Regions from separate parts of the Mus musculus genome. Here regions 1 and 3 are each linked to region 2. Evidence: chromatin contacts called from public promoter capture Hi-C data. All regions are on one chromosome and are shown on one strand. The core of a region is the stretch at or near the end of the contact, and the rest is flanking DNA. Distances in the headings are between cores, read along the strand shown.

What was found. Promoter capture Hi-C pulls out the DNA fragments that hold promoters and counts their contacts.
Region 1: a contact with region 2 is called in a promoter capture Hi-C map of pre-B cells. The contact joins the promoter of Olfr1344 here to the promoter of Zfp954 in region 2. A contact is called at or near these places in 23 of 39 promoter capture datasets (the 3T3-L1 cell line, 3T3-L1-derived adipocytes, the C10 cell line and 15 more), 3 of 484 Hi-C or Micro-C datasets (embryonic fibroblasts, gonadal supporting cells and nephron progenitors), 4 of 115 datasets of contacts at active chromatin or transcription factors (astrocytes, embryonic limb bud, embryonic stem cells and 1 more) and 2 of 9 other capture datasets (embryonic stem cells and pancreatic islet).
Region 3: a promoter capture Hi-C map of liver shows a contact between it and region 2, with 3 times the contacts expected there. The contact joins the promoter of Galp here to the promoter of Zfp954 in region 2. A contact is called at or near these places in 5 of 39 promoter capture datasets (embryonic stem cells, hippocampal neurons, liver and 1 more) and 1 of 9 other capture datasets (liver).

The regions. Positions count from the first base shown.
Region 1 is chr7:6,438,474-6,441,173 of GRCm38.p6, forward strand. Olfr1344 (olfactory receptor 1344) reads left to right here and starts at 1,429. Exons shown (of 1, transcript NM_177061.3): 1 at 1,429-2,394. The coding sequence starts at 1,429. The coding sequence ends at 2,394.
Region 2 is chr7:7,120,184-7,122,883 of GRCm38.p6, forward strand. It overlaps Zfp954 (zinc finger protein 954), which reads right to left and starts at 1,293. Exons shown (of 5, transcript NM_172738.3): 1 at 1,040-1,293. The coding sequence starts at 1,117.
Region 3 is chr7:6,195,646-6,198,345 of GRCm38.p6, forward strand. Galp (galanin-like peptide) reads left to right here and starts at 1,445. Exons shown (of 6, transcript NM_178028.2): 1 at 1,445-1,707.

The DNA of each region.
Region 1 (2,700 bases), core at 179-2,678, 680 kb before region 2:
TAACTAAAATTTATAAAAAGGAAAAGCCCCGAAGTATTATTAGATAAGGAACCTTCAAAGAGAGATGGAGACAATGATAGAACAGAGAGGAATTTTCCTAGCTTTTCTCTCAGGGTGACCTCCAGTCTCACATCTAGAAAAGGTAGATGGGGCCCATGGGGACCCAGGGCCGAGATCAACCCACTGAAGCCTCATTACTGATGGCCAATAATGGGTTCTTGTGAGAGTCAAGTGTGGTCCCAATGTCCTGACCTAGGGAGAGAGCAAGGCGAGGAGCCTTGTAATTGCTCCCCCAGTCCCTCTGTGTCAGAACTCTCTGTGGATCTGGGTAGAGGGCTTTAACTCCTCCTACCTGATCACAGCCTGGATAATTTGCTGTTTTTCCTGCTTCCGAGCCCAGGAGCCTCGAGCATACTGTGTATCCTTGGAGGTGGGAAGCATCTATCTACTCCATGATGGGGATGTGTAGCTATGGAGCAAGTCTGAGTGCGGAACTGGGCAAAGAATCCATGTGGTAAAGGAGGCGATAGGAGTTTCTGGGAGGTGAGTCTGTTGAGGCTTCAGATTCGTAATGGACACCCACAGGGAATGAATAAGATGTTTTGTGATCCAGAGAGCCCGTTGTACAAAGCAATTGTGTGCACATAGGGCAGAAATGCTCCTGAGCGATTTGTTCTCTCTCCATCTTTCTTCTATCACGGTCTTGACCCAATATTTGCTAGGTATGTCTATAGGCATGTCTCACAATTGACTTCCAAGTACCTATGACTTCAGTGGGTTTATAACCACTGGAAGACTTGGATATTTGTGTATCTCAGGTCCAGCTCATGGAGAAGAGAGGGAGAGAGAGAGAAAGAGAGAGAGAGAGAGAGAGAGAGAGAGAGAGAGAGAGAGAGAGAGAATTCTTTTACAAAACGATATGAATAATGTATTTTAATTTATTTATTTTCTTCTCTCACTGTCTTTCTGTTTGTCTCTCTGTCTGTCTGTCTGTGTCTTTGTGTGTGTGTTATGTGGAGGTTAGGGTTGGTTGCCTCCTTCCATTGTGTGAGTTTGTCAAAGATTAAGCTCAGCTCATTGGGCTCTCACTCAAAACCTTTATTTTATGAGGGAAAAATTCAGACTCAGAAACATTTTTTCCTTCAATATATGTGCAAGTTACAACAGCAAGCTATTGTAACCATAAAGAGGCACGGGGGGGTGGGTGAGGGGCGGGGGTAAACAAGATGTAACTTAAGAGTTGGAGTGTGTGTGTGTGTGTGTGTGTGTGTGTGTGTGTGGTGGGAGGAGAGGGAAAATGAGGCGGGAAAATGAGGAAGGAGAGTGCTGGGAAGGGAGACTAATGGAGAAGGAGCTGGGTCCTGCCATCCCTTACACTCCCAGCTCAGACTGTCTGCAGTGACCCTGCTATTTGTCTCTGTCTCCAGGATGGGCCCGGGAACCCTCAATGATTCAGGAACCACAGAGTTCCTGCTGCTGGGACTGTGGGCCCCACCTTCCCTGCGCCCCCTGCTGTGGGCCTCACTTCTTCTAGCCTACCTCACCACTGTGCTGGGTAATGGTGCCCTAGTGGGTCTGATAGCCTTGGACAGACGACTGCATCGGCCCATGTATCGCCTGCTGACCCACCTGGCCCTGCTGGACACAGCCTATGTGAGTACCACGCTACCGCAGGCGCTGGCACACATGACCATGCGCAGTGCCCGCCTCTCCCTGGTACGTTGTGGCACGCAGCTGTACGTGGGCATCTCCCTGGGCAGCTGCGAGGCCATCCTCTTGGCAGCGATGGCCCTGGACCGCTGCCTGGCTGTGTGCAGACCGCTGCATTATGCGACCCTGGTGACCGCCCCCCGCTGCGCAGCGCTGGCTGGAGCATCCTGGACACTGGGCTTTGCACTCTCTGTACCCAATGCGGTGGCTGCACTACGCCTGCCCTTCTGTCCTGGGAGGGCAGCGGTGGACCACTTCTTCTGTGAGCTACCTGCGGTGCTGAGGACAGCGTGTGCGGACACCACAGCCAACTACAGGCTGGTCTATGGCCTGGGCGTGCCCATCCTCCTGGTACCTTTGGTCCTCATCCTAGCCTCTTACACCTGGATTCTGGCTGCTGTGCGCAAGTTGCCTTCTGCTGGAAGTCGCCACAAAGCTTTGTCCACCTGCAGCTCACATTTGGCTGTGGTGGGGCTCTTCTATGGCACGGTGAGTGCCATGTACCTGCGGCCCAAAGCCTCTAGTGATCTTCCTGCTAGACACCATAAACTGGTGGCAGTTTTCTACCTGGTGGTCACACCTGTCCTCAATCCACTCATCTACAGCCTTCGAAACCGTGAGGTCCACATGGCAGCTCGCTATGCCCTGGCCCGGCTGCGGGGGACGCGCATTGTGTTGCACTAAGCGACTTCTGCGGGGCACAGAATTTTCTCTCAGTCTGGTCTGTTCAAATTCCATGGAGGTATCTTCTTTTGTTTTATTTTTAAGTTTTTGAGAGAGGATCTCAGTATAGCCCTAACTAGCCCGGAACTCGTTGGATAGACCAGGCTGGATTCGAACTCACAGAGATTCACTTGCCTCTGCCTCCTGAGTGCTGGAATTAAATGGATATGTCCCTACATAGAGATTTCTTTGAAAAAATCTTGAATATTATGTCTTTATTGACATAATTTCTCAGACTGTATTTTGATCATGTCCATTGCCCATGCC
Region 2 (2,700 bases), core at 43-2,542:
AAAAAAGATGTCAGGCAGTGGTGGCACGCTCCTTTAATGCCAGAACTAGGGAGGCAGAGACAGGTAGATCTTTGAGTTCAGGGCTAGGCTGATTTACAGAGAGAGTTCCAGGACAGTCAGGGCTACACAGAGAAACCCTGTCTCTATAAAAAGCCAAGGGGAAAATGAAAAAAAAAAGTTATTGGGTAAGCATGGTGTGCATCCCTTTAACTGCAACACTTGGAAGGCAAAGGAAGGCAGATCTCGGAGACTGAGGCAAGCACTGGCTACATAGGCCAGCCAGACCTGAGTTCCAGGGGGAAAAGTAGTTAACACAGCAGACTTTAGTTAAATGCTGAATGTTTTCACATAAGTAAGTAAGTAAGTAAGTAAATGAATGAATGAATAATAAAAGGGAAAGAAAGTACTACTTTAAAGTCAAACAAGCAGGAAGTGGGAGGTCCTGCCTTTAATCCAATCACTCTAAAGGATTGCAAGTTTGATTCTAGCCTCGTTTACATAGCCTCGTTTACATATGTCTCAAAAAAATTCAGATATTTGAAGACTAATCTCTCCCTCTATGGTCTACAACCCTAACTGCTGCATTAGTCCACAGCATTTACCTAAGGATTCATAGATCTCTGTCTCCATCCACATAACTTCATCCTTGCTCAATATTCCCCCGGAGATGCTTGGGAAAGTTTGAATAGATCAAGTTTCACCTCTGTTCAAATCTTCCATGGCTACCAGTCTCTCTATAAACAAAAGTCAGGTCCTTAGGGGTACTGGGCCCTTTTTCCCTCATCTAAAACGCCAGTAGAGGTCACCCCAGGGCTCTGTCTCCGAGCTCAGGCCCGCCCACAAGCCTTGGGAGGTACAGTCCAACAGGCACTGTGAGTCAGAGGGGATGGCTCTAGCGATCTAGCACACAGATGTCAAAAAACATTATTTCGTTCATCCGTACCCTACAGTCGGGGACATGAACGTCTGCCCTGTTGGCTCCTGACCCAGATCTCAGTGCTCTAGAACTCAGGTAGGTGGGCGATCACTAGGCACTCACCTGGGGCAGGGCTCCACCCGCAGCCTCCACAATCACCATCGGGCTCCAGAGGATGGTGGGGCCCTGGGAAGTCGCCATCCGCACTCGAAGCCTGGATCAGATCACACGAGCTGTCGCAAACCTCAGATCCGTCTCTGTGACGGGGGACAAACGCTTTTAACGTGCCGGCTTTCCTGCCATGGCCAAAGCAGATGACACCAGTTTTCTGTGAGCCATACTGACGGGTCCAGGAAGTTACAAAGAACCTCCAGCACGCAAAGCCAAAAGTCCCGCCCAACGGTTCTCGCCGTCGCTGAAATGCCCATTTTCATTGGCTGAGTTTCATGCAATGTTTTCTGGGCAATGTAGTTCATGCAGGAGCAAATTTCTGCGATCCGGACACAACTGCCCTGCTTGACAAGACCAAGTTTCAGTGGATTTCTTGGCACTGGCGTGGAGACTATTTTCTCCACACCGTTTTCTACCTTAGGTGAGTTAGATGTGGATTAGAAATAGTAGAGGCTGAGTCACAAGGTCAGGCTTGCTGGAACTCTTAAATTACAGAACTGCAGGCAGAGGCAGGTAGATTTCTGTGTTTTCGAAGCTGTCATAGTGTGTTCCAGGCCAGACAGGGCTACATAGTGAAACCTTGTTTTATTTGATGTCTAGAAATACAGGAGACGGGCAAAGTTGAATTTTGCATTTGAGACATTTGCCTTGTGTGAAATGATACTCGCCAGGTTCGTGGGCTAATAAATACAGAAATGGTGACCATGGAAGAGGGGAAAAGGACATGTTTGGATTGGATTCAAAGATTCCTTCACCACAGGACTCTAGATTCAGACACTTCTCACACCACTATGGAGTCGTCAGGATTAATGCTTCTATTGTGCTAAGAGAAAATTAAAGGAACATTTAGGAACATTTAGGAAGCTTTGCTGTACTCCCCCCCCCCCCCAAGACTGCTCTGGAAAATGCGAACACGGGCGTATCTGTAATCATGACAGTGTCCGCAGAAGTCCTGTTAATTTCATGCATATCGCTTCTCCACTTTCCCCTTCTGCAACTGTCCCGGTTTCCCATGGTCCACATTGTCTGAACTACAATACCCAGAAGAGATGGCTCATACACCTTTAATTCCAGCACTTGAGAGGCAGAGACAAATGGATCTTGGAGTTCAAGGCTAACTTTCTCTACAGAGCAATTTCCAGTAATACACAAGAAACCCTTTTACTAAAAGAAAAACAAGGTTGGAAGGTAGGAGCGGAGATAGGTTTTGTCTTCTGACATCTGGACAAGTCTGAAATCTGCTGCCTTAGTGTGACTGATTCTAAGCCTTAAGTAGGAATGCCTCTATTCATGAGCCTCTCAGGTCAGCTGGGTCAGCTGGGCTGCAAACTCTTGATGCAGATGAGATGGTACATGGTCCCCGGTCTACTGATGTTACAGAACCCTGGGGTCTGGATAATGAGCCCAGGCACAGGGCTGATGTCCCTGATAGCAATCCAGTCCTAGAAGGTTGTTTTTATTGTTTTTATTTTTACTCTCCTGAAGATTGTATTTCCTTTCTGTGCCAGTACTACTCCTGTAAACATGTGAACATTACTAAGATACTCCAGACTTTCTGCAAGCAATGTGGCAAGCACCAGCTCCACAAAGTGGTACAGTATAAGATGGACAAG
Region 3 (2,700 bases), core at 195-2,694, 920 kb before region 2:
GCAGTGAGATAGCTCATTGGGGGAGTGTGCTAGCCATCAAGGCAGTGAGATAGCTCATTGGGGGAGTGTGCTAGCCATCAAGGCAGTGAGATAGCTCATTGGGGGAGTGTGCTAGCCATCAAGGCAGTGAGATAGCTCATTGGGGGAGTGTGCTAGCCATCAAGGCAGATGACCTGACTTTAATACCCAGGACTCATATGATGGGTTGTCCTCTGACCTCCACACGTGTGTTATGGCATATGATTACCACAAATAAATAAATAAGTGATGGAATTTTAGAGAATATATGTGTGCGCATGGGTGAGTGTACCTGTATGCACACACAAAGGCCACAAGAGGGTGCTGTGTGTCCCTTCTCACCACTCTCCACATAAGCCTTTGAGGTAGCATCTCTCCTAGAACCCAGGACTCATTCTTTTTCTTGGTTAGGCTGGTGATCTGCCTGTTTCTGTCTATCCACCCCTTGTCCCAAATTGAAGCAGGGAATATAGGAGGATATAGGACATCTGGCTTGTTACATGGATCCTGGGGTCCAAATTCCTTGGACCTCGTGATTGTGCAGCAAACACACTTAACATCTGTGCCACCTCTCCAGTCCCTTATTTTGTTCCGTGGTTGGTTGAGTCAGGGGTTCACTAAAGACCAGACTGGCCTGGAACTCATGAGCCTCCAGCCTCAGTCCCCAAAGTGCTGGGATTACATGTGTGCGCAAGCCTTCCGGGCTGAGAGGTGGTGACGCACACCTTTAATCCAGGCAGTCAGAAAGCAGCAGCAGGTGGATCTCTGTGAGTTCAAGGCCAGTCTGGTCTACAGAAGGAGTTTCAGGACAGCTGGCACTACACAAAACTCTGTCCTGGAAAACAAACAAAAAGAACAACCACAAAAAATAACTATGAGCTTTCAAAGTCAGCTCCAGGAGCCATTTTTAGAATGAGGTTCATGGAGAAAGGAAACACTGAGAAACACAGACAGACAGACAGATGTACACATGCATGTGCACGCATGTACACACACACACACACAAAGAAGAAAGGACCTTTATTATACATGCAACAGAAGACACAGGTCAAACTAGGTGTGATAATAGCTATTATAAAACTTGGAGGTGTAGGAGAATCAAGAGTTCAAAGTCATCCTCTGCTGAAACTGGAGTTGAGGCTAGCCTAGGCTACAGATACCCTATGTCAAAACAAGAACAACAAAGAAACACAAGGGGATCTGAGATGGCTCATTAGGTAAGGTACTTGATGGCAAGCTGTCACGACAAATTGAGTTCCATTCCTGGGACCTACGTGGCTGAAGGAGGAAACCAATACTCACAAGTTATTCTCTGACCCCCAGCACACACACACACACACACACACACACACGATGAAAACAAAACAAACAAACAAACAGAAAACCACAAAACACAGGTTAGAGAGACCATAAAGAGGCAGTGAAGGAAAGACAGTCTCAAATCAAGGACCTGCCAGCAATGGCTGTGGCAGAGAAATGTTTTCTGCCACAAGGCACCTTTGTCTGACCTCACACTCCAGTTAAGGAACTCTGAAGTGGATGAGTCGTCCTCTCTGCCTCCATCCTCACTAGCCCGCCCACCCTTGTCTCTCTCCCTAACCTCCTCATTCTCCTCAGAAGCTCACAAACCAGGATCCCCGCTGCTGCTGAGAGCCGCCCAGCCCAGCCGGTGCTGCCAGCTCCACACAGGTTAGAGCCTGGGCTGGAGGGAGGGGAGGCTGGGGGATCTGACAGCAGTGATGGTAAAAGCATCTCAGAGACTGGCAGGGCCATGACAGGATGGGGCAGTAGGGAAGATGGGGCATCGAGCATGGGTCGGTAGGAAGGTATGCACAGAGAAGCAGAGAGGAGGAGCGTGGGTATGGTCAAATTCCACGTGCGTGGTAGTGGGTCTGAGAAACATGGGTAAAGGTGGATAGAGGAATATTTTGCTTGCTTCCTTGATTTTTTTTCCTTTTTATTACATTAGTTACTAATTTGGGGTGTGTGTGTGCTCACTTATGTCCCACAGCACGACTGTGGAGCTCAGAAGACGACTCGTAGGGATCAGTTCCCTCCCTATACCTCTGCAGCTCCTGGGAATTGAACTCAGGTCCATCAGGCTTGGCAGCAAGCACCTTCACCTGCTTAGCTGACCTCTGTTTTTCAGGCAGGATCTTATGTAGTCCAGGATGGCTTCAAATTTGCTCCATGGAAGAAAATGACCTTGAATTTCTAATCCTCCTGCCTCTGCCTCTGGAGTGTTGGGGTTATGGGTGTACAACACCACCATACCTGACTCTGGAGAGCCTTATGCTGTTTTTTTTTTTTTTTCTGGTCTCAGTGTTCTATCAGTAAGCTGTCTATACCACACATTGCAAACCCATGGATTCAAATAATCAAAAATTAAAAATAACCAGGGAAAGCTAGTTAAATGGCTAAACTGGTGAAGGTGGTTGGAGCTAACCCCAATGACCTGGAATTTGATTCCTAGGAGTGGGAGGGGGAGCTGTCCTCCAAACATGGACATTTTTCTTATGTTTCCTTAAGGACACAATGTTGCATTATTTACAGGGGATTTTTTATTTTCAATGTTCTAGGCGACACTGCCCAGAGGCAATCTAAGTATATAGGAGGGGGCTGGAGAGGTGGCTTGGCAGTTAAACACAATGGCTGTTCTTGCAGACGACCTGGGCTCCGTTT